Linked DNA regions of Mus musculus: region 2 is linked to region 1. The links are chromatin contacts, called in public Hi-C maps. All regions are on one chromosome and are shown on one strand. The core of a region is the stretch at or near the end of the contact, and the rest is flanking DNA. Distances in the headings are between cores, read along the strand shown.

Region 1 (4,043 bases), core at 701-3,200:
TTAAATTCAACTTTCACATCTCATTTTTCATTCCTTATTTCATCAATCTGTTTGTCTTCTAGAGCCAGAGAATATTTTTGGTTCATTTTTTTTGGAACTTATATGTAATAACTTTTTTGAGTTCTTTGTCTGGGATTTCATTCCATTCTCATTTGATGCCATTTACTATAGGCTTAATAATTTTTGGAGGATTTTTGTTACTTTTGTTTTTTGTGTTTCTTATGTGTCTTCTGTGTTGGGACTTATGCATGTATCTATTATTTCTTTCCTCGGTTTATTTTTTCTTATGAGCTATATTCTTTCAATATGCAATGTTTATGCAGAAATTAGATGTGATAAAGTGAAGTGTGTAGTTTAGAAAAGAATTCCTTACTCCAAGGGCTCAACTTGCCTGTTATAAACTCTATTTTGTATCCTGAATAGAATGCTAACTGGAGGAGAACCTACCAGTGCCTAAGATTAATACACTAATAATATACAGATAAATAATTATAGATAGTATGAAGAATATTCAGATTTTAGTGAAGATTAACTATGAAAAGGAGAGGTAGGATGAGTAAGGATAAGGGCCAAGTATTAGATAAACTTTGTAAAAAAAATATTAAAGTGGATACAGTAGTTAGGAGGGGAAAGTTAGGAACCTGTTAGTCTATATAGAGCTTTAGAGATTATAAAAGTTATATGAAAATATTTCTTATGTTAAAAGAGAGAAAATAAGGATGAAAGGAGGAAGGAAAGATGTAGGAATCCTAAAGTCATCATCAGGGAGTGGTTCTCCAAATGATTATCCCATAATCAGCTTCCAAACTCTGCTATAGGCTTGTTTAGTCATTCATAACACAGCCTTCAATGCATCTTTCTTTTTCATCAAACGAGGGAAACAGGTATATTTATATGAAACATTCATTTTTTTGTGACTTCCCTGGAAGTTACAGGCAGTTGTAAAGAGAATTAAACCCAGGTCTTCTAGAAGAGCATTCAGTTCTCGTAACCACTGGTCTATCTTTCTAAACCCTCTGCTTTTACATTTTGGAGACCTCTATAATGTGATACCCAAGTCACACTAATTTATGTGCCCACAAACAATATGCAAATGTTCATTTACTTTATACTCAACTCAACAGTTATCTTTTGACTCTTTGATAAAAATTAATCAACTGATATAATGTAATATCTCATTGTGGTTTAGATTTGCATTTCCATGATGCTTAGTCATATTCAATATATTCTCTTGTATCTGTTCTGCATTTGCCTTTTTTTGAAGAAATATTGAAAAATTTCACCCATTTTCAATTAGATGTTTATGCCACTGAGTTGATTGAGCTCCTTCTATATTATGAACATAGATATGGCTTGCAACTCTTTTTGCCCATCTCATTCCTCAACTCTACTATTTTTTGTTTGTTGTCTATAGAAGCTTTGGGTGGTTGATCATGTGATATAATTGCTAACTATTTTCCCAGTTACTTTAGAGTACAAGTGCCATTTAAAGAAACATCTAATACTCCCATGAGTAAGTCTTCTTCACTCTTATTGTCCAGCTTCTCTCATTCCTGCAAATTTGGACCTGTAAGTTTTAGAAGTCCTGACTCATCATTGCGTAAGCAGAGTGCTTTAGATACTCCCTGAACCTGTCTTTACTGTTCTTTATTTGGCATTTACAGTATATATTCTGTCCATTTTTCTTCAACTAAGTCCTTTGAATTTGAACTGTATCTAGTGAGTCCAACTTCAGGGAGTCTCTCATGCCCCTATACTTGGATAGGTGTGCTTCTTCTATTGCTTATAAGTCTTGAAGTTCTAATTTCTAGCCTGTCCTTAATAGATTTGTATTGAAATAATCTCTTCATGGCTCTCACTTTGTAAATAGGCTATGAGGTCCTGAAGGGCAGAGCTTAGGCCTCATCACACTTTGTACCCCAGTTCCTAGTACTGGCCTGGCACAGAGTGCTTTGCTTAGTAAATGCATGTTTGAACTAGCCAGTTCAAAACGTTTGGTAACCTATCAAGGGTGCTGGGACTCCTTGAAATTCATTCAGGTTTCTAATGACCCAGGGCCAAAAACTAATGTCAATATAAGACCATAAGATATGCCCAGGGAGCTTCTGGAAAAGCAAATCGTTTTGTTAGTGTAAACTGGTTCCAGTGAAAGTCAGGCTGGCAGACTGACACAGCTAAAAGACAGGAGCTGAAGAAGCACCTTCTCACCCTTGTCCTTTGCCCTCTTACTCAATTGCTTGGGTGACAGCCTGTCCAGGAGGCAGGCCATGGAGTTGCATGGATATGTTCCCAGTCACAGACTTGGGCTGAGGTTGGAATTCCAAGCCAAGCTCAAGTTGTCTTCTTTTGGTTCTGCTCCTTGATCTCACAGTGCTGCTGCATTCTTGGCAGGGTGTAGTTATACCTGGTGTGTAATTAAAAACACAGATGCTTCAGTTCCTTTTAAAGGAAGAAGGTGGAATCTTTTCAGAAGTCCAACAGAAAAGAATTGATGTTTTTGTTTCTCCACACTCTTCTAGCTTGGGCATTTCTGGCACTAGAATAATGGATAGAAAATTGTATCAAACTAAGTTATCTGTCTCTGTAAAACTAACATTAATGCTTCTGTATTATTTCTTTTAAAAATTCAGTTTGATAGGTTTCTATGCATAGGTGACATTTAAAGCTAATTCCAGACAGGGCATTGTTGACTATGCTTCTCTCTTTTTTTAAAAAAATATTTTTATTATTACTTATTTTCCTCAATTACATTTAGAATGCTATCCCAAAAGTCCCCCATACCCTCCCCCCCACTTCCCTACCCACCCATTCCCACCTTCTCTTAATAGTATGAAGTGCTTCCTTGCTAAGAATTATTCCAGAGCCTTTTGTAGACATGGGGCCTGGAAGGCAGGGGATACTGAAGGTTAGAGAGATGAAGCAATAATAACTTGTCTTCAGAAGTAATCCAGGCATTCTATAATGGAACTGGGAAAAACCCCATCAGATTTTGCAGCCTCTTTATTTGACCTTTGTTATTTCAGTCTAAGAAGACTATTGTCACTGAAACGACCACATTAAGTAAAAAAAACTGTATTGTTTAATATTGCCATTAGACAAGAAAGCCTAGATCTCAAAATTCCACTATCTGTGTCTAGTGTTTCCCTACACAACAAAGATTTCATCTTCAAAGTGTTTTTTATAAATATTAACCAGTAAAGTCTTTGAGCTAATCATGTGGTTTGAAAGCAGCAGTCATGCATTGATCTGGGAAGTAAGTATGAGGCGGCATAGAGCCTGGTTAGGTTGTTAAATTTGACTAAAAGAGAGTCAGTACTTTGTCGTGGGAAGTCAAGGAAGATCACAGAAATAGAATTCTTGTAAAAGATTGATAGAGGTCAAAGATAATTCCTGCCCCCTGGCAGTCATAATGCAGTAAAGTCCTCTAGTAGTTTTTTTTTTCAGCATCACTGGTTAAGTTTTCTTTTCTTTTCTTTTCTTTTCTTTTCTTTTCTTTTCTTTTCTTTCTTTTTTTTTTTTGTATCACTCTATAGATGTCTACATCAGAACAGGAATTAAACTTTTTTGTTTTCCAGTCAAGGGGCAGTTTGAGTTTAAAAATCAGCAATGAGGGATGGATGGTCTCTGCTTAAATAAGGAGCATGTGACTTATACAGTTAAACTGAACACCACTACCAGGACTTAATCTTCACTGCGTGGTCCACTAAACTTATAAAAAATGTAATAATCTTAAATCAGGACTCCCAGATTGTCATTTGAAGTAGACTCTATGTAGCAAACATAGCTATTACTGGCAGATTTCTATTGTCCTCAACCATTTTCAGTTTTGCATTTACAAAAAACAAAAAAACAAAAAAAAAATAAGATGCCAATTTTGAGACCATCTAGAATGGAAAACCACATATGAGGATTTCACAAATCAGAAACAATTCTCCCAGATAGTGCAACTCAGAGAGAACAGGTGTTGGTGATTTTGATTTAGGCACAACTTTGGGAAGCTATGGCAAGGATACGAAGATTTGTAAAAACAAAACCAAACTACC
Region 2 (3,833 bases), core at 188-2,687, 97 kb after region 1:
GGATCTGATGAGTGTACAGCTAGTGTAGAAAAAAAAAAAAAAAAACCTGGAAAGTTTATGTTCTGCTAATATGGGAAATACAACAATGTCCTTGCTTCCCTTCTTTATCTGTGAAGCAGAGTTGATCATGCATACTTCTTTTCCCCCTTGAGGTTTCAGTTAACTCCTTCAATAAAGGTAAACTCTCAGTACAATGGATAAAGCACCCCCCCCCAACTGTAGAAGCCTGTAAATGTGGAAATAGCTAGTGTGATTGCATACTCCACCAACGCCAGTATTTGAAAAGCTGAATCAGAAGGATCATTGGGGTACAAAAGAAATCCCTGTCTCGAAAGAAAGATAAAACAATGCCCCCCAAAACAAATAAGAACACCGTGAGTCTCACAAAACAAATGCACTCATGTGCCTGCTGGGACAGATCCAGAGGTTAAAGCCATTTACAAGTGATGGGGTCTACAACCTTTCTCTAAGGACATTTTCTGTATAGGTCTAGTCTCCATCTTTCTATTGCATACTTGTCCCTACAGTTGGGAGTATCCTACATCATCTTCATTCACTCTTACTTGTCCATCAAAAGAAAGATCATCCCTCTGTGATTCCTCTACCAAAGGTAAGGGTTTTCAAGTGCAAACAATTTAGACATCTAAAGGATTCTATACAAACAACGCTTTGGACAAAATCAAAGGTTCGTGTATGCATGACAAGTGTTTTTGACATTTGTGTTTGCCCACTTTTCTGGATGATTTTTGCCTGTGCATGTCTGAAGAAATAAAACGTATAAATTACAGGTAATTCCCAACAGAAAGAAGGGCTGGGAATAAGGTAGAAATGACCACCATGGGCTTCTTGGGCCCAGAATTCCCAGATCAAATGGCTTGGTGTCAGGAATTCCCAGCTATCCTACAGGAGGATCTCAAAGGTTTCAGCAAGAGTTGCTTTGACTGCAGCTTGTTCTTTAATGTCAGGAGACTCTCCCTTCTGCTTGTCCTGGTGGGCCCTGGGGGGAGCGGGGAGGGAATACCTAAGAGCAATTGGTAGCTGGTACTTCTAATGCCTCTTCCTCCTCCAACCTCCAAGAGTCTGTTTTGGGATTGGGTTCAGGAATGAAATTCTGCCTGTGCTAACCTCCTGGGGAGCCGGTAGACTTGTCTGTTAAAAATCGCTTCTGCTTTGGAGCCTAAAGCCCGGTTCCGAAAAACAAGTGGTATTTAGGGAAGAGGGGTCTTCAAAGGCTACAGTGAGTCATTCCAGCCTTCAACCATACTACGCCAGCACTACGTTCTCTAAAGCCACTCTGCGCTAGCTTGCGGTGAGGGGAGGGGAGAAAAGGAAAGGGGAGGGGAGGGGAGGGGAGAGAGAAAGGAGGTGGGAAGGCAGAGAGGCCGGCCTGCGGGGGCGGGACCGACTCACAAACTGTTGCATTTGCTTTCCACCTCCCAGCGCCCCCTCGGAGATCCCTAGGAGCCAGCCTGCTGGGAGAACCAGAGGGTCCGGAGCAAACCTGGAGGCTGAGAGGGCATCAGAGGGGAAAAGACTGAGCTAGCCACTCCAGTGCCATACAGAAGCTTAAGGGACGCACCACGCCAGCCCCAGCCCAGCGACAGCCAACGCCTGTTGCAGAGCGGCGGCTTCGAAGCCGCCGCCCAGGAGCTGCCCTTTCCTCTTCGGTGAAGTTTCTAAAAGCTGCGGGAGACTCAGAGGAAGCAAGGAAAGTGTCCGGTAGGACTACGGCTGCCTTTGTCCTCTTCCCCTCTACCCTTACCCCCTCCTGGGTCCCCTCTCCAGGAGCTGACTAGGCAGGCTTTCTGGCCAACCCTCTCCCCTACACCCCCAGCTCTGCCAGCCAGTTTGCACAGAGGTAAACTCCCTTTGGCTGAGAGTAGGGGAGCTTGTTGCACATTGCAAGGAAGGCTTTTGGGAGCCCAGAGACTGAGGAGCAACAGCACGCCCAGGAGAGTCCCTGGTTCCAGGTTCTCGCCCCTGCACCTCCTCCTGCCCGCCCCTCACCCTGTGTGTGGTGTTAGAAATGAAAAGATGAAAAGGCAGCTAGGGTTTCAGTAGTCGAAAGCAAAACAAAAGCTAAAAGAAAACAAAAAGAAAATAGCCCAGTTCTTATTTGCACCTGCTTCAGTGGACTTTGAATTTGGAAGGCAGAGGATTTCCCCTTTTCCCTCCCGTCAAGGTTTGAGCATCTTTTAATCTGTTCTTCAAGTATTTAGAGACAAACTGTGTAAGTAGCAGGGCAGATCCTGTCTTGCGCGTGCCTTCCTTTACTGGAGACTTTGAGGTTATCTGGGCACTCCCCCCACCCACCCCCCCTCCTGCAAGTTTTCTTCCCCGGAGCTTCCCGCAGGTGGGCAGCTAGCTGCAGATACTACATCATCAGTCAGGAGAACTCTTCAGAGCAAGAGACGAGGAGGCAGGATAAGGGAATTCGGTGGAAGCTACAGACAAGCTCAAGGATGGAGGTGCAGTTAGGGCTGGGAAGGGTCTACCCACGGCCCCCATCCAAGACCTATCGAGGAGCGTTCCAGAATCTGTTCCAGAGCGTGCGCGAAGCGATCCAGAACCCGGGCCCCAGGCACCCTGAGGCCGCTAACATAGCACCTCCCGGCGCCTGTTTACAGCAGAGGCAGGAGACTAGCCCCCGGCGGCGGCGGCGGCAGCAGCACACTGAGGATGGTTCTCCTCAAGCCCACATCAGAGGCCCCACAGGCTACCTGGCCCTGGAGGAGGAACAGCAGCCTTCACAGCAGCAGGCAGCCTCCGAGGGCCACCCTGAGAGCAGCTGCCTCCCCGAGCCTGGGGCGGCCACCGCTCCTGGCAAGGGGCTGCCGCAGCAGCCACCAGCTCCTCCAGATCAGGATGACTCAGCTGCCCCATCCACGTTGTCCCTGCTGGGCCCCACTTTCCCAGGCTTAAGCAGCTGCTCCGCCGACATTAAAGACATTTTGAACGAGGCCGGCACCATGCAACTTCTTCAGCAGCAGCAACAACAGCAGCAGCACCAACAGCAGCACCAACAGCACCAACAGCAGCAGGAGGTAATCTCCGAAGGCAGCAGCGCAAGAGCCAGGGAGGCCACGGGGGCTCCCTCTTCCTCCAAGGATAGTTACCTAGGGGGCAATTCAACCATATCTGACAGTGCCAAGGAGTTGTGTAAAGCAGTGTCTGTGTCCATGGGATTGGGTGTGGAAGCATTGGAACATCTGAGTCCAGGGGAACAGCTTCGGGGAGACTGCATGTACGCGTCGCTCCTGGGAGGTCCACCCGCGGTGCGTCCCACTCCTTGTGCGCCGCTGCCCGAATGCAAAGGTCTTCCCCTGGACGAAGGCCCAGGCAAAAGCACTGAAGAGACTGCTGAGTATTCCTCTTTCAAGGGAGGTTACGCCAAAGGATTGGAAGGTGAGAGCTTGGGGTGCTCTGGCAGCAGTGAAGCAGGTAGCTCTGGGACACTTGAGATCCCGTCCTCTCTGTCTCTGTATAAATCTGGAGCACTAGACGAGGCAGCAGCATACCAGAATCGCGACTACTACAACTTTCCGCTGGCTCTGTCCGGGCCGCCGCACCCCCCGCCCCCTACCCATCCACACGCCCGTATCAAGCTGGAGAACCCATTGGACTACGGCAGCGCCTGGGCTGCGGCGGCAGCGCAATGCCGCTATGGGGACTTGGGTAGTCTACATGGAGGGAGTGTAGCCGGGCCCAGCACTGGATCGCCCCCAGCCACCACCTCTTCTTCCTGGCATACTCTCTTCACAGCTGAAGAAGGCCAATTATATGGGCCAGGAGGCGGGGGCGGCAGCAGCAGCCCAAGCGATGCCGGGCCTGTA

What was found. A called contact is a pair of places that touch in the nucleus more often than the background predicts.
Region 2: a Hi-C map of liver shows a contact between it and region 1, with 4 times the contacts expected there. The contact joins the promoter of Ar here to the enhancer-like site in region 1. A contact is called at or near these places in 4 of 39 promoter capture datasets (3T3-L1-derived adipocytes, liver and pre-B cells), 12 of 484 Hi-C or Micro-C datasets (CD4 T cells, cortical neurons, embryonic fibroblasts and 4 more), 3 of 115 datasets of contacts at active chromatin or transcription factors (hepatocytes, kidney and liver) and 4 of 9 other capture datasets (adipose tissue, embryonic stem cells, liver and 1 more).

The regions. Positions count from the first base shown.
Region 1 is chrX:98,049,696-98,053,738 of GRCm38.p6, forward strand. No RefSeq gene overlaps it. Among named protein-coding and RNA genes, the nearest start is that of Ar, 97 kb to the right of the region's middle. Within about 2 kb of position 1,951, at least 4 of the 459 cell types and tissues checked have an H3K27ac peak or open chromatin away from gene starts, as enhancers often do. A contact at or near this core is called in hepatocytes, kidney and liver, where this site is marked.
Region 2 is chrX:98,147,320-98,151,152 of GRCm38.p6, forward strand. Ar (androgen receptor) reads left to right here and starts at 1,438. Exons shown (of 8, transcript NM_013476.4): 1 at 1,438-3,833. The coding sequence starts at 2,463.